5 separate regions of the Rattus norvegicus genome follow, and all the other regions are linked to region 3. A link is a contact called in public Hi-C data. All regions are on one chromosome and are shown on one strand. The core of a region is the stretch at or near the end of the contact, and the rest is flanking DNA. Distances in the headings are between cores, read along the strand shown. Region 1 overlaps Zbtb20 (zinc finger and BTB domain containing 20). Region 2 overlaps Zbtb20 (zinc finger and BTB domain containing 20). Region 3 overlaps Zbtb20 (zinc finger and BTB domain containing 20). Region 4 overlaps Zbtb20 (zinc finger and BTB domain containing 20). Region 5 overlaps Zbtb20 (zinc finger and BTB domain containing 20).

The links. Hi-C and Micro-C count contacts between places; a contact is called where the count stands out from the background.
Region 1: a contact with region 3 is called in a Hi-C map of kidney, with 2.4 times the contacts expected there. The contact joins two enhancer-like sites. A contact is called at or near these places in 2 of 12 Hi-C or Micro-C datasets (Schwann cells and kidney).
Region 2: a Hi-C map of liver shows a contact between it and region 3, with 2.5 times the contacts expected there. The contact joins two enhancer-like sites. A contact is called at or near these places in 5 of 12 Hi-C or Micro-C datasets (the A7r5 cell line, the Rat2 cell line, kidney and 2 more).
Region 4: a Hi-C map of Schwann cells shows a contact between it and region 3, with 2.9 times the contacts expected there. The contact joins two enhancer-like sites. A contact is called at or near these places in 2 of 12 Hi-C or Micro-C datasets (Schwann cells and frontal cortex) and 1 of 1 datasets of contacts at active chromatin or transcription factors (oligodendrocytes).
Region 5: a Hi-C map of the A7r5 cell line shows a contact between it and region 3, with 1.7 times the contacts expected there. The contact joins two enhancer-like sites. A contact is called at or near these places in 4 of 12 Hi-C or Micro-C datasets (the A7r5 cell line, Schwann cells, liver and 1 more).

The regions. Positions count from the first base shown.
Region 1 is chr11:71,026,727-71,031,782 of GRCr8, forward strand. The region is part of intron 3 of Zbtb20 (zinc finger and BTB domain containing 20); the gene reads right to left. Among named protein-coding and RNA genes, the nearest start is that of Zbtb20, 270 kb to the right of the region's middle. Within about 2 kb of position 1,440, at least 7 of the 93 cell types and tissues checked have an H3K27ac peak or open chromatin away from gene starts, as enhancers often do. A contact at or near this core is called in kidney, where this site is marked.
Region 2 is chr11:70,625,490-70,630,128 of GRCr8, forward strand. All of the region lies in intron 7 of Zbtb20 (zinc finger and BTB domain containing 20), which reads right to left. Among named protein-coding and RNA genes, the nearest start is that of Mir568, 68 kb to the left of the region's middle. Within about 2 kb of position 2,317, at least 52 of the 93 cell types and tissues checked have an H3K27ac peak or open chromatin away from gene starts, as enhancers often do. A contact at or near this core is called in the A7r5 cell line and liver, where this site is marked.
Region 3 is chr11:70,829,636-70,835,009 of GRCr8, forward strand. The region is part of intron 5 of Zbtb20 (zinc finger and BTB domain containing 20); the gene reads right to left. Among named protein-coding and RNA genes, the nearest start is that of Mir568, 270 kb to the left of the region's middle. Within about 2 kb of position 3,701, at least 71 of the 93 cell types and tissues checked have an H3K27ac peak or open chromatin away from gene starts, as enhancers often do. A contact at or near this core is called in the A7r5 cell line, Schwann cells, kidney and 1 more, where this site is marked.
Region 4 is chr11:70,692,566-70,697,877 of GRCr8, forward strand. The region is part of intron 6 of Zbtb20 (zinc finger and BTB domain containing 20); the gene reads right to left. Among named protein-coding and RNA genes, the nearest start is that of Mir568, 140 kb to the left of the region's middle. Within about 2 kb of position 1,951, at least 46 of the 93 cell types and tissues checked have an H3K27ac peak or open chromatin away from gene starts, as enhancers often do. A contact at or near this core is called in Schwann cells, where this site is marked.
Region 5 is chr11:70,605,670-70,610,862 of GRCr8, forward strand. The region is part of intron 9 of Zbtb20 (zinc finger and BTB domain containing 20); the gene reads right to left. Among named protein-coding and RNA genes, the nearest start is that of Mir568, 48 kb to the left of the region's middle. Within about 2 kb of position 2,957, at least 58 of the 93 cell types and tissues checked have an H3K27ac peak or open chromatin away from gene starts, as enhancers often do. A contact at or near this core is called in the A7r5 cell line, Schwann cells and liver, where this site is marked.

The sequences.
Region 1 (5,056 bases), core at 190-2,689, 190 kb after region 3:
TCACCGTTCCTAAGAACTTGTACCTATAAGGATTACTGTTTCTACTTGAAAAATGAGAAATGTAAGTCATAATCAAATTCTGAAACTCCACACACACTGCTCAAAGTATCAGTATTCTGGAAAATGGAGCATGACGGGAGCTTATCCCCTTGAGGGCTATGGTTCTCACTCAGCTAATATCAAACTATTATAATGAAATTCTGAGCCTCCACCTCCTACTAGGAGGTTATGGAGACAAACGCTTGAATGGATTTTGGGTCCTCCAAAATGGAACATCGGTGCTTAGTCACTTAGGGAAAGCAGGTAGATATTTCTTCTGCTGTGTATTACTGAATCTCAAAGTGATAACTGTTTTTACCAGTAACAAAGAGTAATTATATTTTAGATACCCCTATTATTCATCATCATCTAACGACAGCAAAAGATCCATATATACAGAATATATGGAAAAGTTCCTGAAATAATTGCAGTCCTTCCAACAGAGTTCCTACATACATGCTAAAGAACCAGAGTGGAATATCTGCATGATCTGAGTCTCTTGACTCCAAAAATAGTGCATTGCCTCATGTCTATATCTCTTCCTAGCCTTAGTATTTGTACTGCATGTTTTCCAAGGTATATGGTGAGAGTCCAATGCTTCCTAATGTACGTAACATAAGAAACACAAGAGTTTTTTATGTTTGTATACATGTGGTATATATGTGTGCACATGTGTGTCCAGGTGTGCTACCATGTACATGGGTGGAAGGCTGGCATTTGTGGTCTGCCTGATTTGATCTTAACCTCAATGTTTTTTTGAGACAACAGTTTCTCATTAAACATGGATCTTTTCCTGCCAAATACAGGATCTTACCATTCCTTTTGATTGTCCACTAGAACTGGAGCAACTCTATTGCTGAAGATACTTCATTACAAGATATAGAGAAATCAAGCTGAAACTGATCTGGAAGCTTCTTTTCTGGATAGCTTTCATAGTGACAAAAGGTGAAATTTAGGCTGCCCTGGGGTGAAAGTCACCAATGTCCTAGCCAACTGTGATCTTGCAAACAACAATGCCAAATCGAATTTGCCCAGCAGAATTGTCCACTGGTACAACAGTGACTGTTATGGTGATACCTAATCGCTGTATGGATTGGACTTGAGGTCTGTCCACAAAAAAGGCATTCGTGCCAAGTACTGTAAACCCAGTCAAAACACTGTAACAGAAAGATTTAGGTCCAGATGGAAACTTACTACAGCTCTTTAGTTAGTTAGAGTCATGGTTTTAAAATTCTTTCTTGGGCTGGAGAGATGGCTCAGCCGTTAAAGGCTAGGCTCACAACCAAAAATAAAATTCTTTCTTGATAGTCATATTTCTTCACAGAGACATGCTACACCTAGACTCACCAGAGCAGCTTCTCTTCGCAGGGAACTGTGGAGTCTGCTGACTCGTGTGCTCACAAGCGATGACTGAGTGCCAAGCCCTACAAACAGGATACTTAAACTGTCCGCTCTAACATCCAGGAAGCACTGCCGAAGAGGGATGGTAGGAAGATATGAGCAGAACGTTATGGGAAGAAAGAATGTAAGAGCTGCAAGATAGAAAAATGGACAGGAAATGCTACCTTCTGAACAAGATAGAGCCACTGCAATCAGGATCTCAGAGCAGTTTTAGTTGCCTGCCTTGGGTATGGGCCTGTCATTCGTCTGTCACAGACTGGGAGATTCACTCGGCCACACCTGACTATGGTGAATTATTAACTCACTAAGGGAGAGGCAGTCATTAACTTCATTTGTGTACTCAGAGTAAGCTCAGAAGGCTCTGATGAATAGTTCAAAACCCACAGCCACGATGATGGGCCTCATTAAGCATAGTGGTTCATAAGACGAAATCCAGACTTTATGAATGTGAGAAATAGACAGGCAAGGGGACAGAATGACAGTGGTGAGAGAACAGGGTGGGGTGCGGGTAACTAGAATGTTTCATATGCGTATTTACAGTTGTCAAAGAAGAAAGGTAATGAATATCAGTAAGAATCATGAAAGAAAACGATGGAAAATATAGAAATGTATAAGAAAAATTACAAGCGACAATAATAATTTGATTGTACAATAATAATCGGCACTACTGTAATTTAAGATAACATTCCAATGAGATGCATGTTTTGAGTGTATGTTTGTATATGCGTGCACATGTGTCCCATTTCTTCTTCAATCATTCTCCATTTTATACTTGAGAGAAGGTTTCACACTGACTTTCAAGCCTGCTGACTAGCCTGGCCTGCAGAATACAGGCGTCCTTCTAATTCTGATTATCAAGCAGACATGCACACCAAATCCAGCTTCTTACAAGGGTGATTTTCAGGATTATGAGGTCAGCACATTACCTACTAAAACATCTTCTAGCCTCCAATAAGGTAAATTTTACTACCAGTTTCATTTTGCCAAATTCGCTTTATTGTACATCACTAAATTGCTTCTTCATCTCACCATTTCTGTGTAGTGTAGAAATGAGCAATTTGTACACTAATTGTTTCTAAAACTAACACATTAATGAATTAAGTAGCACTATATTCCATAGGCTTGATATTATCAACTTTTAAGTAACTTATTATTACTTGTGATTTCATAGATTTTGTTTGATCTAATCTTCTCCTGTGGGAATTCTAATTTTGTATATTGAGAAAGTAGCATTACACAGATTATAAATTTTCTCTGAAATTATAGAGGTTAGCAATTGCTTCTCAAGAGAAACAAAAATGGCATATTTGAATCTAAAACATTAGAGAAAAATGTGCATTACAGTAAAGACAAATTGTTTTAGGAGGCATCCTTCCTTTTGTATTTCCATTCCTGCTACATTTACTGCAGTACTACAATAGTAATATGCGCAATTAAACGTGGGATAAAGTTAAAGTGCTATAAAAGCCCCAACACATATTCCTCAGGAGCCTAATCCAATTCTGTTTGAGGAGTTATCTTCCTTCTATGAACTCTGGTATGCAGAATTACATCATATCCCATGGCTCAGATTATCTACAATTCATAAAATACTTTTAAAAATTGTCATGAAGTAGGTTCTGTTAAATATTCATACAACGCCTCTTCCCTTGGTTCAGTACAGAAACACACTACATATCAATCTGTGCTCCAGCAAGACAGTCGCTTCAATACGGTGAGTTGGGTAAACAGAGGAAGTGTGCTGCGCATAATTTATTTACATTTTAATAAGACCTCAAACAAATGATACCACACAGGAGGTTCAGAGTGAGGCCGAGAAAGGCCTTCCGGTTTGGAAGCTATATTGTTTAATCAATAGAATTACTTATGCACTAGCATAGAATAACAGTTCCATAGGGACAACTATCTTGGTTTGTGAAAAATATAATTTCATGACAACACATAAAGTTGAGAAGAGATAAAATATTGCAAAATATAATAGCATTTGAGAATATGAAATGGGTGCTAAAGTTTAAAATGGTAACCACTAACGAATTAAAAAAAAAAAAACAAAAACAAAAATAAAAGAAACAACCACAAAAAAAAAACCTCTAAAGATAAGTATAAAAGATGAAAACATTGTACTTAATTCAACCAGCATTTCCTTTTAGCATCACTTTTAGTAGATGTGCTAATTTGTATCAGCACACAGATCCCTCCCACTTTACAAGTCGACTTTTTGGTGAATGGTTCTACAGTACTGGACCAGTTCTTTACTGAAAGAAAAGGTTCACAAGGCAAGGCTTTGGCATATTATTCCAATGGAGCATCACCTTTTACTCTGAAGACAACTGCATTTAGCTTAATTGGACCCTTATCAAAGTATTTTTCACAAAAAAAATTAAAGAGTTATGAAAAGGAAGAGACATTATATAAATTAGAAATACACATTCTGTTGAAATCAAGTATTACAATTTTGTAAGGAATTATGACCAGTAATACTATGTGGATTCATGTGTATATACATATCTCGGCAGTGTAGTTCCAAGGAGGGAAAATATCAGGAACACATTGGAAAAGTATAAGCAACAAGTCATTACATAATTACAAAGAATAATGATTATGTAGAAAATGTTTATTTCAGAAGAAGGTTAATGTGAAACCGTTAAATTGCATATTTAACATTTTTCTAAATGACCAAAAGGAAGATTAGACATATTAGTTCACACAAAGTATACACATTTCACTGCACTCTGTTTTATATTTTTCCTTATTCATACCTACCAAGCAGAAAGCAAATCTGTGAAAGTGTCTTAAGTTTTTCTGTATTATAATTCATAATAACCAGTGTAATGTATAAAAATCAACACAGTAAATATTTTTAATTTTATGTGTTTAAATTATAAAGGATCTAGTCAAAAGAGAGTAGCTTAAAATATAAAATATTTATATACACTGCCTAAAAGAGAAAAATCAAAAAGAATTTTTGAAATATGATGAATTGTATTACAAGATGAAAAATCAGGATACATTTTATTAAGTGATTTGAGGCAACAAAATTAGTACCAAAACTACAGTTCTGTGAATATCTACTGAAATCTCACAAGGTGATTCAAAAGATTCTGGGATCAGCAAACTTCCAATCACAGTAGCACAAAAATGATGGACTCTAAGGGCATGTGTCATTTCAGTCATCTCACCAGAGTCACTGGTTAACTGCAGTGACACAGCCAGCTTCCTTATTGGATGGAATGTATAGAGTCTACAGCATTGAGCTGGGGCATTACCAAATCTTATAAATGTTCTTAGTTAGAATCCAATCACTATTTTCTGATGTAAAAATCCAAAAGTTAGACTGTATTCATTTTATATTTAAATAATTTTAAAATTCACATTGATGTGAAATATTAAATATAAAAAGACTTTGATATATTCTTAATAAAGTTTTAAATTTAAATTGTTTACTAGTAATGTAAGCATTATATAGCAATGAGAAATCAATGACTTTAAGTTATTTCTTAACTGTCATTTCCTAAATTACTATATAACCATTTTAAGTGAAAGGCCAATATACTTGAATTTGAATGTATATTGAAATTTTTCTGGTACAAAGTAGGGTTGAATGAATGTGTAATAA
Region 2 (4,639 bases), core at 1,067-3,566, 210 kb before region 3:
CTTGCTCTCCATCCTCCAAGACCCTGGTTTTGCTGCTTTCCAGTCACTAAATCCCCCAGGACCGTGTTAGCCTGGTATTCAAGGGCAGTCCCTTATCTGCCCTACTTTATCTCGTGGGCCCCATATATCGGCCACCTTGGTGTTTGTTTATCATTCACAGAGTCCTGGAATGCACGTTCTTGGCTCTTTACCTTCGCTCATTACTGTCACTGCTTTGAACTGCCTTTTCTCATCTTTGCCAACGAAATGAGACAAACCCTTCACACGTACTAAATGCCATGTCCATGCTACACTGCTGTGATTCCCCTCTTTCAGACAGGATGGCTCCTCTCTGCAGCACTCAGACTCCTCATTGCTTGCTGTATTCTTATCTTACTAACTCTTATTCCAGTAATGGCTAGTTACGTGCTATTGGCTCTCTGAGAGAATGGACTTTCTGTGGAATGGGATACCTTAGTAGTTGCCCGGTTTCTGGTGTTCATCCATTTCTTCACTCTGCCTTTCTGCTCCCCTCCCCATTCACTCAGCCATGCACTCATCCTCCAGATATTACATGGCTGTGATGGACCACAGAAGCTGAGCAATCTGGGTCCTGTCCTCCCGGAGTTACTGTCTGTTCTATATTGTGAATCAGGGCAACGTATACACAGCAGCCATTTAAGAGCTGTTTCCTGATGGAATGAAACATAGCTGAAATTTAAGTATACCTGGAGACCAGTCCCAGTCTGAATCTCAATTAAACTTCCTCGTTTTATGCAGCAGTAGAATCAACCTGGATTGGTTACTTTGTCATTGATTACATGAAGAGTATTTAATAAGAGTGGCTGGTCCTGGTAATTCACCTAAATATAGGGACAAAACACCAATGGCCATTATCATGTGGCAGAAAAGAAAATGGTCCCTAATACTTACAGACAAAGCCTCAGCTAGCTTTTGAAATGTGGTTCAGAGAATTAAGGGTACACTCCTACACCGGCGCACTGCAAAGCCACCCAGTGGTTCTAACCCTAGAGAAATTGCACTGTTTATGCCCTTACTTCTTGTCCTGTATTAGATTTTGACCCTTGCCTGATATTTGGCGTCCCACCTTTGGAGGCTGTCCACGGCACAGGAGCACTGTAGCCACCTCTGTGAGTAGAACATATTCAAAACCAACCTACCTGGCTCCTTCCCCTTCTTGCTTCCTATCACTTCATTTCTCCTTTTACCATGGCCGTTTTCCAACAGCCGAGAGCACTGCACACTGTCCGTTGTAGCATTTCCTCTCCTATCCCAACCTCTTTCATAATTCTTTGGGATTCCTTTCTCTGAAGCCAAGAAATATTAACACAAAGCGGCAGACTGTCTGACATGCACAGGTGCTGTTCTATGACCCATTTTTTTCAGTTTGTGGTTTATCAGGAGGAAAGAGCAAACTCTCTTGTAATTAACCGAAAATGCCTTCTCTGGTTGCACAAAAAGGATTGTACAAACATGGCACATCTGAGGACAAGTCTGTACTAGCCTGAGTAGCTTGCACTATCCCCTGGTTCCTGTAGAGGGCAGCAGTACACTGGCTGACTCCAGGCAGCATTTCAGAGCCTAAACTCCTACCAGAACCTTCCTCCTGGTCACCATGCCAAAGGTTGGTTTGCCAAGCTCTCTCTGGCCTCGCAGTCTCTTTCAAGTTTGTTCTCTCCCTGACTGCTGTGCGCTCGCTCGCTCTCTCTCTCTCTCTCTCTCTCTCTCTCTCTCTCTCTCTCTCTCTCTCTCTCTCTCTCTTCTCTCTCTCTCCCCTCTCTCTCTCCCTCTTCCTCTCTCCCTCTCTCTCAAAATTATACACTCTGATGAGGTCGCCCCTCGACCGGAAAATGAAAACTTCGAAGAAGTCAGAGAAGCCAACAACAACAAAGAAAAACCCGGGGGAGAGGGGAAATGGGGCTGTGAGGGAGAGAGACTTCAGAACAAGAAAAGGGCAGATGTTTCGTAAATATATGCAAAGCAAAGCTGGGTGTACCCTGAACACTTCCACAGAAAAACAGGCCAATCATTGTGCACTTCCTCCCGCCACTCTGGTGCAGCTCTGCATTCAAAAAAAAAAAAAAAAAGAAAGAAAGAAAGAAAGAAAGAGAGAAAAAAGTGTGGCCGCAGGCACCCGCCTTTCAACGGTCAGTTCTGACATTCTGACTGAACATGTCCCAATTGTCCAAAGAGAACAAAAACATTTTCATCTCCCCACTGTGAACATTTTTGTTATGAGAAAAAGGCTGCTTTAAGAAATAGGAAGGCGTTTAAGGTGAAGGGCAGCTGTGCTAGCCAGCAGAACCTTCTGGCTTTTAACTCTCCCTGTGCTGGCCCCGGCAGTAAGTTTAGGGCTGAAACATAGCAGTGAGTGAGGCTGTGGAGGATGTTGGCTCTTCCCGAACTAGACCATATTGTTTGTGCAGAGAAATATGCATTAAAACATATGGACGCGCTGTTAGGTATTAAGCCTGTTAAATGCATGGAAATTAGGCAGATCGGTGGTGTTGGATGTATACAGTTCACACTCCTTCGCACACACTGCACACACACAGTGGCAGCACTGCTTTCTGCAACATATGGAAAAATAAATATTTTATCCATGTGAGCTCTTATCAGTCTCCAGGGTCTGTTGAGAGGCGAGTGCTCTCTCCCATCTTTCTCCCTCTCTCCTTCCACTGGGCTCCCACCCTCGTCTGCACATTAACAAGCTTTCTGCTTATCAGCCTGCTTGGATAGGAAAGAATTAGTCAGAACCTCCCTTTGATAAATAATTACGCAGTCGCTGGATCAAGATAATTTAGATCGTGATGCCTTTTTGGAGTCGTAACCATTTCCCTATGTACTCTGCTCCTTAACTGTACAGTGCCTGGCGATGGCAGAGGGGATGAAGTAAATGCTACCAACACTCCTACCTGGAGAGTGGAATTTAGGAAAAGTGAGCTCCACTAGCTAGTAGCCATGTGCCCAAGACAGGGTATTCTGCATCTCTGAGCCTTTATCTTCCCCATCTATAAAATGGGAACAGTGATGCCTCTTCCAGCTATGGGCTGTGGGTAAGAATAAAGGAGATGAGGCAGGTTGTGCTTAGCACAGTGCTGGTCCAGAACCAAGTGCTCAATAGTGGAGCATTTGGAAAAATACTAGTTCTGTGGTGTTCACGTTAGCTGTGAGTAAGGCTTCTTCATCGTAGCAGCGTTTTGAATGTCTGGCTCAGGGCTAACTATTGTGGATGGAGAAGGAATGTTATCGCCCCCTTCTGCTCACGCACGTCATTGCTGTGGCTGTGTTGAGAGGTCCTCAGCGTTGAGGGTCAAGCAAGCTGCAGTAGCCCATCAGCTTGAACACTGTGGCCTATTCACGGACACCAACCTAAAGGACTCTTGCTTATCACGCCTTCTTACAATTTATCCTTCCATGACTTGGCCTAGTATTCTCACATTAATTTAAAATGTTTTCATGATTAAAGCATTTTATTACCTCAATCTTTTCCCCCCTTCTTCTTGGCAGGGCTGATTTACAATCTTTTTTTCAGTGTCTTTCCTGCCTCACCACTGTCAGTATGCTGGCAGGAAATAATGGCCCATGTGAAAGTTTTAACTGAAGGGAGTTGAATGAAGGGTCCGTGTCCCGAGGTCAGGTGAGACTAACGGACACTCTAGGCATGGTGAAGCTCTAGAGACAAAACAACAGAGAGTTGTGGATCTCATTCCTGAGTCAGTTAAACTGGAAGGCAAGGGCAGGCACCTTCTGTGAAGGAGTCAGCATGGCCCTGGGGTGGGGCCTTATAGTCTGACTGCTTGCTTGTCCCGGAAGGAAGTCTTCTTTGGCCCGATTCTAAGGGAAGCTTGAGAACATGTGAGCCCAGGCACTGGAGTCCTGAGAGGCCACTGGATCATGCTTTAGGACAGGGAATGGGAGATGGGTTGGCATCTACTGCTTCCCCTCTACATTAGCATTTCCTTTACCCTGGTCCTCAATACTTTCTGGAAGGAAAAAGCAAAATACAATCACATCAGTCCTGTTAGCTTCCATGAATCTATTTTGTCTGTTTGCCATTTATAGAGCAGGGAAACTGAATAAGTGGGGCTCTGTTTGTGTTCCTTGCTACATAATGCAGTGCCCAGAATAGCGACACCCACTGAACGCTCAGTAAATCTTAGTGAATTGAGTAGACATACTCAGCTCTGCTGTGCCAGACCCTATATATACACCATCTCATTTAATTATCACAACAGTGAGTCAGTAGGCAGGCCTGAACACGTGCGCAGGTAATGTGTTCAAATCCAGCACTGCTTCACCATTACCTTTCAAACAGTGAGAACAGGCACGGAGAGCCAGCCGTCCCAGGAAGGGGCACACTGGTTCAAAGTTCACATTTTTATATTTTTCCCACCTTAGGGATTATTTCTTTTGTTTGTGTAAGGAAGCAGTTACTGAACAGCACAGACTATTGGGTTTGTAACTCAGTCCACCCCATCTCTGGAGCTCAGGAGAAGATGAAATATTTTTCTGTGACTAAACAGGTGACTGTAGACTTCCTTGCAATTTCCAAGAAAGACCCCAATTCTTAGGTCAGAGTTCTCTGCAGCACAAGAATGTAGGAGCTGCAAAGAATATAGCCACCTTGGTATCATGC
Region 3 (5,374 bases), core at 2,451-4,950:
CATGGAATATTACAGGAAGTATTACAGGAAGTATTACAGGAAGTATTACAGGAAGTATGGTATGTTCAGATTATGTGAACTAAGTTAGGTATCTGGTTACCTCCACAAGTTCTAGAAAATGAAGAGAAAGAACTTCTGTAAGTTCAAGACCTCTATAACCATCAGAAACGATCCAAGCTTTGTGGGATTAGAGAAACTGTCCCAGTTAATGCCTGGGACAGGTCCAGTCTTGGAAGATCTAATAAAGAGAGACAGACACAGAGAAATCTATTGATTGTGTCATGGACATGCTCTCCATTGTGGTAACCAAGAGATACTCACTGCCAATGAATACAGATAATCATTCATTCCCTATCCATTGATCTTTCAGCTCCCCAACTAAGATTGAGGCAACATGACACTGTTTGAAAAGGGAAGGAACGCACAAGCATAAGATATAATACCTTTTATCAAGGCAGCATATGATAAGTGATCGCTGCTGTCTGTATAACTGTAGTCAGTGTCAGACCATCATCAGAAAAAAAACGTGACTTGACTGACTAGGTATCTTGAAAGGATATCTGGGAAACTATGTTCTGACACTAATATGTAAGTGCAGTATTAAGGTATTTAATACACAGTTGAGTAGCAGAGGAATGAGAAAGAATAAACTGGGTCATTTATATATATGTATTAATTCTTACAAAATGAATTCATTAAATATATTTCTCAATTTTAATTATTAGCTATTTAATTTCTGTCTACTTTAAGCTATTTCTTACACAGAACAATTAGTATTTTGAAGCTAGGCATAATAGGATTTAGGTTTACAATATGATATGTATGTTTAATCAAGGATAATTACTAAGCTTACCAGTTATCAGATCATCTCATTTGTAGATCGTGTTCATAAATATCTGTATGAACTGCATTCTCAATGTGGTAAAATAGCACCTTGACTTTGCTTATGGTCAGTTTGAAAATATTTTGTGGAATTCAATGTCTAGAAAGTCTAGGTAGAATCATATTTTAAATATATAAGGACATAGTTTTGCATATATACATACATTTATAAGTTAACATACTCAATCATATATGTCCAAAAACATAACATATAGAACATATGTTTTCCTAGGGAATCACAGAAAATATCCTTAAAATTTCTGCACAAATAGAACAACTGCTCCCCTCGATATGAGCATGGCTGGAAGAATGAGATCGGTAGACAGTTTCCTTTTTTTAACATAGTAAACTTTTAATACAGTATTCTGGATACAAGTAGAATAGCACTAGGTAAAGGACTGCAGTTACCTCAGCAGTCTGGGAGTATGGGTTGAGATCAACCAAGGTTTAATAGCCCCTTCACATGGCATCAGTGCTGAACAGAGCCAAAGCAAGCTAGGATGGAGACTACAACTAACCTTCCATGTAAACCAGTTATTTTAAGGTGATTTACCCTCACTTAATGGCAGTTGAGTAAGTTAAAGTTTCTTAATGGGGGTAAACACAAGCTGGCTATTGGGCAAGTTCTTTGTCTATAGTTGTAACTGCTTAATTAAATGAATATAATATATAGGAAATAACCCCATTTAAAATTTGTTTGCAAGAAAAAATATTTTTAAAACATAAATTCTCATTAATTTAATGAAATTTAAACTTTCAGATGAACACTGAAAAACAGAATATAGTATGCTATAAAGGCTTATTATATAAGTACGGAAAATACCAGGTAATATGAATGCAACTATGTCAACTTACAAAATACACCATTTTCTCTTTGATCTCTCTCTCTCTCTCTCTCTCTCTCTCTCTCTCTCTCTCTCTCTCTCTCTTTCACGCACGCGGACACACATTAATCAAAGTCTAACTTCTTATGTGCATCAGCTCACCACATTTTTTTAATGACCATGTAGAACTCTAGATCTCAGCAAATAAAAGAAAAAATTCTCTGGCAGATTAGATTTGTAAAATATAATTTCTTGGGGCATAATGTTAGGTAAGTGTGTTTATACTCTCCACCTAAAGTTGCTTACAAATTTTTATGTACAGTCATAGTTCTTGAGAATAAACTGTTTCCAAGTGTTAATAGAGCCAGCTGTCTTCAATGTAGCCTGTATAGACTGCGTTTCTCTCTCAGTCTGTGTGGTTGGGTGTGTTAGCAGAGAGAGCCATAGACTCCCATGTAGATCTGTATGGCCATTGAGCTCCGACATTTCTTAAGCCATGTTTGGAAGTTCATAACACAATTGGATTGTTATGCTTTTTAGAAAATAACAAAATAAATAAAAATACCCCATAATGTAATCAATATGGATAGTCCATTAATTACTAACATGGGCTAACATAAATATAGCCTATACAACAGCCTGGCCCTAACTTACTGAAGCAGCTTTCTTTCACACTGAGAGCTAACAAATTTGATGAACCTTGGAAACTATAAAAGTTGTGTGACAAAGTCAAGTTTGCTCTAGAGGTCACTGACAAACCCTAATGTGACAGTAGCAGTACACAGTGTCTGAGGGCAGTTGGGACATATGAGTATGCAGGAGTTCTGTGGTTAAGAATCCAAATCGCCCAACACGGCAGACAAAATTCCAGAGCTAAGTGTCAATGTTATACACTGAATCACTGTGCCAGTTTGAACAAAGGTGAACACACAAACAGACACCCAGGACACACATCTGTTAAATCAGCTATTACTAAAGCATCTCTGCCCTAGAAGAAATCTACTGGCAATGTGTTAATAGCAAAGACAGCTAAGACAATAACATAGCATTTCTTCCCAAATATTTAAGGATATTGAGTAAGTGCCCCTTAGGCTGGGTTGTGGTTCTGGGAAGTTTTAGCCTATGAGAACCATATTGGGAACATCAAAGACTCTTTCCCCTCTCCAAAGAGCAATTCACTTCAGAAGATGCCACACAGCCAAATAATTTTATGGCCACCATGTTTGTTTGTTTGTTGTTGTTGTTGTTTTTTCTCTTTTTTTCCTTTAATATCTTAGAACATGCTGAATACTTGACATTAGAAAGGTGAGAAGGCAAGGTAAGATGGAGCATGTCTAGAACAGCTACAAAGTAGTGGCCTGACGGCAGCAGACAAGCCCACCCACCTGACATTTCACTTCCAGGGAGGGTGCGCATAGCAAGAACAACCCGGAAGGTCCCTGCTGGCTATGACGGATCAGGCTGCAACCCCACCCCCACCCCATTCCATTCCTTTGACAACTTTCCGGAGCCCACTCAATCAGTCTCCTCTTATATTGAGGACAACACTATATTTGGGTTTAATATTGTGGAGACAATCATCAGTTTCCTTTGTCAAGATGATGAATTTCCCTGGAGCCATATAAGGCGTCTCACTGCATTCTTCTGCTCAGTTCCATGAGTACAGAATAAAGAATAGGGTGTGACACACACGGTTTTCCTGAAGTCAGAGCAGCCCTCAGGAGGGATCTGTAAAGGAAGAGTCCTCACTACATTTATGTGTCTCATCTACTACAGTTTCAACTGGCTTAGCTCGCCGTATGCATGGCACAACTGCTCAGAACAGAAATGCATCAAAAGTTAGCAGAGGGAAAGAAACTTCAGCTGAATAATTATTCCCACTTTCACTTCCCCCTCCCACCACCCTGAGCTCTTCCTCCCTGCCCCAGTCACTCACCTACCTTCCTCCTCCCACAAGCATGTTTGCTAGGCATGTCAAGGCTGACAGCCCTCTGTGGCAGCAGCAAAACCTATGCCTGCAGGCTGCTTCGAAGCAGAGCCTCAAGGCTCTGCCCTTGTCCAGAGTGCGCTCAGCGATACACACTAAAAATCCTCACCACTCTGATTGTTTGGCAGGCTTTTTTAAATGTTTTTTTTTCTCCCCTTTTAAAATACCCTTTATTTCCTGCCTGCCTCAGAGACACCAAGAATAGAATCCTTGATACATCAAATTCTGGAAGCCACCACTCACCAGGACTGTGGTTCCTGATCCAGGGAGTGACGGCTGAGAGTCACACAGTCTCTTGAGAGTGTCCAGGCCTGGCTGCTAAGCTCCCTGCTCTGATTAGTCTGTTGAGTTCACAGTGTTCCAGAGTGCTGAAGCACAGAAATTAGGGAGGGGAGGTGGAAGGAAAATCACTGGAGCCTCTTACGATCTAACTTCCACTAACTGAGAGGAAATGTCTTATAAATAAACAACAGCAAGAGAAACACACACCAAAAAAAAAAAAAAAAAAAACCAAACCCTATCCATCCTGCCAGAGGAATGCACATTATTGTCTCCTGACGGAAAACTCTGCACCACACCAGAATGCAGCCATGACTCCTGAAACTACCTCTCTTAAAACAGAAAGAAAAAGACTCAAGAAGGAAGGTGGGGAAGCTTCTCTCATGCCCTTGGGAAGTTCATGTGAGTTCCCAGTACTCAGGCTACTCTAAGCAGTTTCACAGTCTGTGTTCCAGGGTTTCGTGCGGAGGCTGCTTATTAACAAAATTTCATTTCTGCCCAGATCATTGCTCTACCATCCGGACATTTTCAGAAGGGAAGTTCAGGGAGGGGGGGGAGGGTGCAACTGTGGAGGAGAGGAAGAAAAGAGGACAAAGGGAAAGTCCTGATGACCCAGAATGCCCTAGCCACGGCCAAGAGCCATGAAAAGCAAGCCCCCACCCACCACCGTCCCCTGCTTGATGAGGACTTGACGATGGGGTTGTGTTTAATCTACTTACTCTTTCTGCTCGGAGGCTGAGGTTCCTACATTTCCAGCTCATGCTGGACTGTACCGTAAGCAACAAGTGGAATGAGTTCAGTGAGCTCATTCTAGTCCTTCGACTCCTGTCCACATCACTAAGCGACTGCACAGCTTGGCACAGGCCAGGATGAGTCAGCAGTCCCTGGTCATGAGAGGCCAGGCCTGGAATAGCATTGGGATGTGTGTGTGTGTGTGTGTGTGTGTGTGTGTGTGTGTGTGTGTGTGTGTGTGTTGGGGGTGGGGGGGGGCAGGTCAGGAGCAAAATGAAGCAGAAAGCAGACCTAGGTGGCAGGACTCCACTGTGTTATATGCAGGATACTGCAGGCCACAATGAAAGATCCTCATTAGCTGGGGGTAAACAACACAAACGGCAGGAAGAACGGCAACATCATCGGAAGAACAAAACAGATTCTGAAGGCTAAAGCATGCTGGTTACTATTACTACACGAGCACCTATTTATTCCATGTGCTATAGGTTCAAGTAAAAACAGCTACTCCCATACTATATTGTTTTGGTATTCTGATGTTTTCCCAATTGCTAAATAGCAAAACAAAAAGCAAGCAGAGCAGTTACAGAGAGAAGTAATGTACTCCATAAAGTAATATAACTGACAGAGTAACTGATACATCAAGGATGGATGTCTGGGCTGACTGTGTCCT
Region 4 (5,312 bases), core at 701-3,200, 140 kb before region 3:
AGTTATGCTTTTTTTTTCTAACTAAAATCTAAACTCTTTAAAACTAAAAAAGAAATACATCAAATTGTAGGGTAAATTCAGCAATAATTGTCAGTATAATTGTTTTTCACAGCAAGCGTGCAAAGATAGCTGATCACTCACTGGTCAGCTAAATTTTGAGAGATATAAAATAAAAAATTTGACTGAGTTAAGGTTTTAAAAGAACTAATTACAGCAAAAATGTCGTCTCTCTTCTGTTTGGAAATTTCTCTTTCCCTGCCTTGAATACCCCAGATACCCCATTTACCACCTATCCCCAGACCCTGAGGAGCAGCCCACAGAGCTCAAAGACCTTATTTAAACCTCTTACTTAATCTTAAGTCTCTGAATGGATTGCAACTCCTGCTCCACTTTCCAGTGGTGCTCAGCTGGCCTCACAAAAGCGCCACAGACATACCCTAACTATCTCTGATGTTTTCAAGCTCAACAGAGGGTGCCAAAAAGAAGAAAAAAAAAATCAAGGATCGGAAAAAAAAGTTTATTAAAGTGAAAGCAGGAGCCCAGATTTGAAGAAGTCGCCTCTACTTTTATTTCCCTCACAGCTCCGCACAGGTGTTTCCTACCTCACGCTGCTGTGCATGCTGCTGAGGAGGAGGGTAAATGAGGGTGGGGAGTGGGCCAAGGTCTGACCAGCAGGCACTGGGAGCTGCGGCCTCCTGTGTTGATGGGTGTGTTTAAAAATGGACCCCCACCCTCCAAAAGCCTGGAATGAGGTTTCTTTTTGGCAAATGATTAAACCACTATACTGAAATAATTAAAGCTTTGTTCTTAAATAAAGCATCAGATCAACAGAACAAAAACAAAGATAAAAATTGCACACACATATGCATGCGTGCACACACTCTGACACACAGATACACAAAACTAGCGGGTGAAGGGAGAAGGAAATTAAATAAAAGAAAACAAACAGAGTCCTAACAGGCCATTCTCCAAAAAGAAATCTAAATAAAAAGTCATATGATATCTGATAGTGCAGGACACGTCGCCAAGAACCAGAGCGGATTGCCTCCAGGAAGAAAGGGCCAGTGTATTCCAGCTCAAAGAGCTTTTCTTTCTTCCTCCTCTATTTTCCCCTTTCTCCTCGACTCTGAGTGTGTTACTCTCAGGTCAGACCTACGAAGAATCCCGGAATGCCAGCGATCACCTCTCACAGTCCTCTCTCACAGCACAGCTAGCTGACAGGAGCTGCCTGAGTTGGATCAGGGTGGGGGGGCTGCCGCGTTCAGCAACAGCCTCTTCCTCTTCCTACTTCTCCCCTGTCCCCCTCAGAAAATACTCTGGCCACTCCAAACAGCAGAGAGGGAGAGATGAAGGGTGAGGAGAGGACACACACACACACACACACACACACACACACACACACACACACACACACACACACACCAAAATATGCAGGTACAACAGCTGCAGCAACAAAAGGATTCAGGAGAGGGGGGAAAAAGAGAAGAAAAGAAAAAGAAACCAAGCAGAGTGTGTGTATGTGGGGGGGTGGGGGGTGGGGAGCAAGGGCAGAAAAAAAAAATCCCCGAGCCTCTTTCTTGCCTTCAAGCTAAAACTTTTTAAAGACTTAGTTTCTTTTATTTTTAGTGACTGACTTTCATTTTAGGATCGTTTGCTCCTAAGCACCATTAAAAGCCTTATAAATTCTATAAAAATATAGACATTTGAGTGTAATTCAAGAATTTTCCTCAAGAAAACACAAAACTGTGAGAAGTGACCTACCCGAGAAATTTTGGATTTGCCCAAACTTCCCTTACTTCTAGTATCTTTCCATGAGGTCAAGTGCTAGCTCGGCCACCCAGTGCCAGGTTTAATTTGAGGGTCATTACTGAGGGAGCACACACATAGAAGGGTTCCCGAAAAGACTCCTTGTTATCAAGTTACTTCAAACACAAGGCACTCAGACCTCCCAGCCGGGAGGGCTGACTAGTGAGGCGTTGCCCTCTGCCCCATAAGCACTGTACCCTTTAGAAGCACAGAGAGACACACACTTCATACATACAGGAAAATATATGTGCCTGTAGATTTTCTTACAGTGGTCAGACCCAGGGGTAATGAACATGTTTTATTTTTCCATAGATGGGAGGAAGAGGAGAAGGAGAGAGTTTCTGACTCGTGAACGACAGTTGTAGTTGCTTCTCTCTGAGCCACAGTTAGGTGCTCAGCCTAGTCTGTTTTTTCGGGGTTTTGTAGTGGCGCGTGTAGCTATTTCCCCTCTGCTCAGTTTAGTGTCCATTATGTACCTCAAAAGATTACCAAACGGCACTCAAAATATAAACACATTAAGAGCAGAACTTTCGGAAGGAAAGCATTTCCCTGGGATTATAAGTCAAGGATATTAGTATAAAAATATAAACGTTCAGCATGTATTAAAAGACAACACTGTTTACTATACTTTGCACACACAGTTCACATCCCGATTTCCCTTCTCTTTTGTTAGAGGATTAATTTGAAAGTGATAAGCATTCTGGAATGTTTGCTACAAACACAAATTCATAGTGGAAATAAACACGCATAGGCAAAACATCAAACAGAATATAAAGCTACGTGGCGATCAGAATTCTTGAAGAAAACCTTCGTCTAGACTATATTTTGCTTGAACTAATATATCGTAGATGGGATAAGTAATCTCTCTGGGGGTTTGATAATTTATATCATAGAAACAAAATATAAATGACAAACATCTTCTCCCTTACTACCTTTTCTTTATAACTGACAAGTGACACAGAGATGCCCTTTAAGCAGATGGGTGCAAAAACTTGGGAGATCAAATGAACTGATGTACCCCACTGGTATTTTGGGAGCCCAAATTCCATAATTAACTTTTTACCCAAGTGGCAAAAGTAGAGGATGTTCTTGCCACTAAATTAATTATTTGATGGACTCTCATTCTTTCTTCAACAAGATTTCGGGGACACAAAAATGGTACAGACAGGCTAAGAGAGGATGCACCCTGAGCAACTTTTCCTGTGAGTAGGGAAAGAGCAGCAAAGCGGGCAGAGGAACAGTTGAATTTAGAAAGACTAGAGGAGGAGAAAAGAGCAACACAGCCAACTTAATTAGTCATTCCTTTTAATTTTTTATGTATATATGTAGGGGTGATGGACAGAAAAGATAACTAGGTTTCTTTTGAATGTCTTTGTGTCTTTATAGAGTAATGTTCTGTTCCTGTCTCTTTCTTTTTTAGGCAAAAAAACTAATAAAAATAGAAAAACATATATCAGACATTAAGCCCCCCCTCCCTTTGTAAAGAACTCTTTGTTCTCCAGTGAAAATGCTGAAAAATCCCCGGGCAGCTACTCCCTGAAACAAGTGCAAAACACTTAGAGGCTTTTGGGCTGGCTGGGAGCCAGGAACCCTCCCGCTGTCTGGTTAGAAGAGGAAAAAAAGAAGAGAGAGGGGAAGACGGATGGGGGAGAGGGAGAGACAGAGAGGGAGGGGGGAGAGGGAGAGAGGGAGGGAAGGAGAGAGAGAGAGAGAGAGAGAGAGAGAGAGAGAGAGAGAGAGAGAGAGAGAGAAGAGAAATTGGAGCTTCCTTTTAACAGACATAGGAAGCAGCGTTTTTTCTTTTTCTTTCTTTCTTCTTTTTTTTTTTTTTTTTCAAAACTGGCGGTCAAGCGTTAAGTAACTCCCGTCTAAATCCACCTGCTAGAAATGAACTTGGGTACCCCCCAGGGGTGCACAAAGACAGGGAAGACAGTACCACACTCCATACTCTCTCCCACCCCCGTGTACTGCTTCCATTCTCCCTGCTCCCATACACAAATGCCACAGCTTCTCACGCCGCCCCTCTTACCCCCCAACAACAAACACAGCAAAATACATGCTCCCTCAGTCTCCTTAAAAAAAAAAGCCTTTCCACCTCGGTTGCGACACAGTGATAAGGGGTAGAACATCTCATACCTGGTGTGAATGCTAATCAGTCAGGAGTTCTCCTTTTCCCAAGACAGGGAACTGTTTCCTTCCAAATTTATTAGAACCTCCTCCACTGCCTCTTTGAAAAACCTTCTTTGTCACCCTCTCCCAAGTCCCGATACTTCTTTAAAAAAAAAATGGCTTCGGAGCTCCTTCTATTCTTGATATTGATTCTCTCTCTCTCCCCCCACCCCTCCTCCTCTCTCCTGTCTGTGTCTCTTCTGAGTGGTCTATTGATAAGTCCCTGGAGGCACTGGGTCAGCCTGCCCGTAGGAAACCAGACACAATGCACAAATCTCCGAGTGCCATTCTGCCATCAGCAAGCAGACCACGTTTAGGAGAGAGAGAGAGAGGGAAAAAAAAAACAGTAGAGCAAGAGACAGAGAGAGAGAGAGAGAGAGAGAGAGAGAGAGAGAGAGAGAGCGCAAACGAGGGAGGGAGAGAGAGACTGAGAGAGAGGAAGAGAGAGGGAGGAGAGAGAGAGAGGGAGAGACAGAGACACACCGAGAGGAGAGAGAGTGTGTGAGAAAAAGACTGATTGGAACAGGAGGGAGGGAGAGAGAGAAAGGGAGAGGGAGAGAGCGCAAGAGGGAGAGCGACACTGCCAGTCAGGTTAATCATCCCTACTTTAATTAGCTGTTCGGCTTAGACATAAAACAATTGAATTTGAATGATCTGTCAGCAGGCTCGGCTGAACCAGAGGGGAAAGCGAATATTACAGAAAGACTGTTGGTGTGTTCTGATAAGCAATACTGCTCGTACTGACAAACCCTCAAAGGGGGAACTATTAAAACTTACAACTAAACAAAAAGTGCAGACACAAATGGCACTAGATAGAGGTCTTTTTTTTAAAAAAAAATGCAGTTTTCTCCCCTAGTTTTAGGAAATGTAGATATTTGTAAGCAGGTGCCGGCATACCGGGGGTTTGTGTGTCATGTGTGAAAGTTTATTAACGATGGTCTAGGAGTGTAGCAGACAGATGCTGCAGAGAACAAGACAGGTACAGTCAGAGGCCGAATCTACATCTTGGAGGGAGATGGATGCTGGCAAAAAGAGGCACCATGGCAAGAGATCAGGACAGACAAAGTCAGTGGGCAGAGAGGCAGACAGATTTTAGGCATGGCGCAATCTTGTCTAAAAAGGCAAAAGTTCTGATGCAATAAAGGGTGCAAAACAATCCATCCATCCTCCTCTCCTGGGTGCACTCCGAGGTACAGTGAAAATGGATTAATCTTTGTGACAAACAGAGCTGGCAAGGCAGACTACGGCAGACACTGAAGGCGATTTGCAGACCCAGAGAATACAAAGCTGGAAAAAGACCTAGAGATGAGCCTCTCCCACCCCTAATTCAGCAAGGG
Region 5 (5,193 bases), core at 1,707-4,206, 220 kb before region 3:
GCCTCAGGAAGCACTGGTGACCGAGTGGAGCTGAAAGCACTCTTCACCGTCATGCTCATAAGGAGTACTTTGCTTTAATTTTATTCTATCTCCATACCCTGTTCTGTAATATTTCCAATATTATTTATGGATTAGAGTAGAAGGACCGAGCTCTACGACTCCTTACCCATGTTCTTACAGTCTTGTCTCACGTTTGTTGGTTTGATTCTTATGGTATTCCCTAACAGAATCTTTGTACTGATTCAAGAGCCTGGTCATTTTGCCAGTTTCCACATATATTATATATTGTATTCATGGCTCACTTGGGGGTTGGTGATGGACTCTAGGATGTGCAAGACTAGTGAAGTACCACTGTGTCATGGTCTCCCGCCTGCATTCATCCCACACTCTCTCCTGCTATTTTATAACAAGTTCTGAAGTTAGTGGGCTTTCCCACTCACCAAACCTTACAACCTTCCATGAAACTTATTCTAAGTTCTCCTTTTCCTGGGACATTTCACATGATTACTCAAGTGTATGCTGAGTTCTTTCTTTTCCTGCTTTCCACTGGCTTGGAGGTATAAGTAGAACTATTAAATTTTAGTTTGTTGTTATAGAATGAGAAAAAGTTTAGAAGAGTCCTCTTCCTCCTCCTGTAGGTCGGAAGTATTGAGGGACATGGTCTCCCTCATCCAAGGGAGATGTGGTTTCAGGGTTTATTAATCCCTAAAAGGAAGGGTTTTTGTTCTCAATTTGGTCTTCTAAAAGGAATTAATTTGAGCTCTTTCTAGGATATGAAGGAGGGAAGGGAGTCTGGTGCCTTGAAATTAGATTGAGGTGATATTACTGAGAAGAAAAATCATCTTCTTCCTTTAAAATATTAAAGGCAACCAAACATGGTGGCTCATGTCTGTGGTTACAACATTCTGGAGGCTGAGGTGGAAGATTTCTCAGTTCAAGCTATGTGGTAAGACCCTATCTCAGCAAAGGCTCTCACAAACAAAACTGAAGGAAATCAACTCGTACCTAACGCTTTGTGGGGAATGGCTTTGCGTAGTTTTGGGGACTAGACACAAAGAGGCACTGACTACTTTACGAGCAATAGTGATCTTAGGGACTTAGGTTCCCTGTTGAGGGCACCTATAATCACAGTGAGTGAAACAATTCCTAGAACTCAAAAGGACCAGACTCAGCTGCATCTTTGTGGAGAGTTGAGCAATGGCAACTACAAAGCTCACGATGGACCAAGGATCTGACCTCTTCCCTGGACTTCCCATGTATTGTACAAACCTGGGGATGGGAAGACAGTCCTGAGACTTCTTTTGACTTCTATATAAACCGTGTACACAGCAGTCTTAGGTTTAACTTTCTTGAGATAAACAAGGAAATGGTTTGCATACTAGAATGTTTAGGAATAAATCTGTACTCTATACACATACTAGATAATTTATAATGACAGTAAATTAATGCCTCCTCCATTTTCACTTGTCTTACTGTGTATGTCTACCTTACCCAATGCAACTACAAGGACAACTATAACTACAACTGAAAGAACACAGGTTGCTAACTGGATCTCTGATGCTGTCCCACACACTCCCTCAAAGCGGTAGGTGTTCTCTAAGTGACTGGTTATTTCTCCATTACACTGTACAGACACGGCTGAGAGCACAGGAGTTCAGGGTCCATTTTCTCTGAGGTGAGTCTACCCGTTGTTCCAGGAGGTCCTTCTAATCTCTGGTGGCCCACGTCTGGTTTTCCTTTTGGGTTTTGTTTTTAATTTCCTTGCCCTCTCATTAGTTAATAACCGTGGTTCTCTCTTCACTATGAACTTATGGTTTAAAGCAATTGGTTTATGAATTTACCTCACTTCTTTTAAACCACACTCATCTGTTTATTATTTCTGATCTGTGCCAAGTTATTCTCAACTTCCTGACTCCATCTGTCCTAAGGAATATTCTACCAGGCCCTTCTGCCACTGAAGATTCAGTGGACCCCAAAGATGAGCCATGCTTATACAAAAGGGAAAGAGACACACATTCTGGGACCTGAGGTAGAAAATTATCAGGCTCAACCCTTGCCTGACCCAAGGAAAGCAGTGCTTGGTGGTAGATGCTGGAAGCCTCTGTCAATGCGTGCTGACAGCTGTTCGTCATGTTTGTGTTAACAGTGGCGAGGATTGTTTAGAATATTTTCACTTGCTGGCCACTGGGTGTCCTCATTTACAAAGTAAATATGCAACATTTAGAGCAGGTCACCAGGGAGAATAAAAGCCACTAGTCTTCTCTTTGGCTTTTCACACACTGGGTCTAAATTTATTGCTAAACTCACAACCAGGTTGTATATTAGTAATGTTTAAAAGTTTTCAGGTCAAGCTGCTAAAAGTTCTTAAATTGAAAACAAGTTATTCAGTGTCCAGACAGGAATTTCAAAGGCTGTTTCTTCACAGAAGGGACTGTGATCCAGCCATTAGAATGAGCCCTTATTCCTCTGAAAGCTGGCATGAGACTGTGACTATCTGCAGAGATCCAGCACAGAGAAGCAGAGAAGATTGTAATTTATTCCTGAAAAGAGAGAGAACACCAAATATCTCTATGGGATATTTGTTAGATTCTTTTTTTTTTTTTTAATCCTGACTTTTCTGAAAACTAATTAAAAATAATAATGAGAAAGATAAAATATGTCCTTTGTCTGAGAAGCCCAAAATAACGTGAAAAATAGCACAACGTGCTGGGTCAGCATCATGACTATTAATCATTTCCCATTTAAAGGCAGAGAACTGAGTCGTGCCTTTGTAGACCAGTTATTTCATCTATAAATGAAGACGTTTATGCTCCACGGGGATGTCTTGGGAGAAGCTGAACAGAGTCTTAAGGCACACTGGGCTCCTGGGATGAGAGAGTGTGCATGAGACAGACTGAGGACATTAAGAACAACTGCGGTTGCATCACAGCTGTGTGTGACTCGTCTCTGATGGCAGATAGGAATCACGGCCAAAGCTCGTACAGCCAACAACTATTTCCTGGCTTGGTCATTCCAGGGCGCTGAGGTCGACATGCTCTTGCAACTATTTTCTATGCGTGGTGATCTGATTTTCTGCTTTTCCACAACTCTCACTGTCGCCTCACTTTGCTTATAGTTCTGAAGGAATTCTTTCCTTTTCATGCCAGAAAATATTTCTGCCTTGCAATCCTGTTAATTCCTCAAAGTGGAGACAGAACTACTATTAAGGGTAGAAGGGGACTTGCCTTCAAATGTCATCCTTGGCTAATTAGCTAATCTTTCTCAGAAGTAAACTTCACTGGGGTAATTTTTTCACTAGTGTACATCTCAGCTTAATTATTATTCTCTGGCATGCCATTTTGGTATATAAATTATCAACATGATTCTGCGCCATAACTGGTAATTTATACAGATAATATCAGGGAAAGAGGAAGCTCTCTGAGCTATTCACTGCTTTTCAGAGCCATTCTTGGCTTTACCGGCTTGGCTTACTAGGCCTTTTTGTTTGTAAGAGACCACCCACTCCTGCCGCCAGGACCGAGATCTGCGGCTCTTAATCAGTGGTTAAGTGCACAACAATGCACAATAGCTCGGTCACTCTCACCCTGTGACTGTACAAAGGCTTCACAATGCCTTTGCAGTGGATGGAGACATCTCCCCTGTAGTCTGAAGATCTTTAAGTTCCTCGGATTTAGACTATTCCCCAAGTCTTTAATTAGTAGAGTCATGTTTGAACTACTGTAACCCCAAAGACACATATCTGCAGCGTCCTTCTGATCATATTTTACTCTAAGCACTTTCCCATTTTGGCTTCCTTGGTTTGCTCCTCTAATTTCACTTTCAGAACTTCTCGAAGCTCAGTGGCTGAACGTTACACAGCACGGGCCTTATCTGATGTGCCGGCGCCTGGTGTGGCCTAAGACACACTGGTGTTTTGTTCTTATAGTATGGGACTGATGTTCTGAAACCTTGACTCCAACACAAAGCAGATCCTTAGCTCATTTTAAGTGTCTCTCTTCTTCCCTCCCAGCCTCTTCCTACCCACCCCGACACTTCCTTAGTCTTATGTGCTGGCGGCAGATGGCTACCATATTCCGAAGCTGAGTATATACAAAATCCTGCCGAGGAGAACAGAGTGCCTTCAAAGTTAGCCTTTCTATTCAAGTGGATGGCAGAGGCTTCAGGAGCAGAGGACTCCTCTCTCGTTCACTTAGTGCTCTGTTCATTCGGCCAGGAATTTGTTTTCTCACATCTTTTTACTGTCCAGCCAGTCGAAGGAGGGTGGGTGTGAAGCAACTCTCCTGAGGGCCCCTGCAGCAGGAGGGCCCTAAGATTCTATGCCAAGCTCTTATTTCCCTGGGCCAGCTCTGCCTGCTGCTGATCAAATCATTCCGTTCCCAGGGGAGGAGCTTGGGAGCACTATGTGTGGGGGCTGGATGTCTCAAGAACTGCCTCCTTGCTATACTAACAGTCATATGCTGTATTTGCCAGGCAAAGACTGGACCTAGGAAGACGATGAGACAAGAAAGAATGGTTGGAGCAGAAAACTGTTCCACTCAGCAGTAATGGAAGGTGGAAGTGGGGAAACCTTTCTTTTTAGTTACTGCAAGGTTTTCTAGAGCTTTCACCCAATCATCTGTTTGAGCATCTCGTGAACAACATCTATTTCCATGATATCTATGAAAAAACAGGCACCAGATTATATTACAAAGTTGACCTTAACCCTGCCATATTGCTATGAAAATCAAAACATGTAGCGGTCTATGCTCAGGAGAAAGCACTCTGTTTTCCCAGCATACAAACCTAAGGGTATCTGGGACTCACTTTTGTTATGTAGGTCTGCTGAGTGGAAAAATTCAATTCAATTTCATAGCCCTGCAATATGCTCAGTAATACAGTTCCCTGAGCTGCCCTGTCTCCTTCAGCCATCCATTCTGCAAACACTTGCTCAGCACCTACTACGGCTAAGCACTTCACTGGATCCTAGAGATTCAGCAGTGGACAGGACCCGAGTTCTGCACTTGGGACTTCTACCCAGAGAAAATAAGCATTCAATGTTTTAGCTGGGGCTGAAGACTCAGTGGTACAGTGACTGCCTAGCAAGTGTGGGGCAACAGGTCCATTTCCCAGGATGACAAAAATGAGTGTATGAATAAGTAAATAATAAATCATTAAAATAAGGTGTTCCGAAAGTTGGCAAAGGAGCCTTTAGAT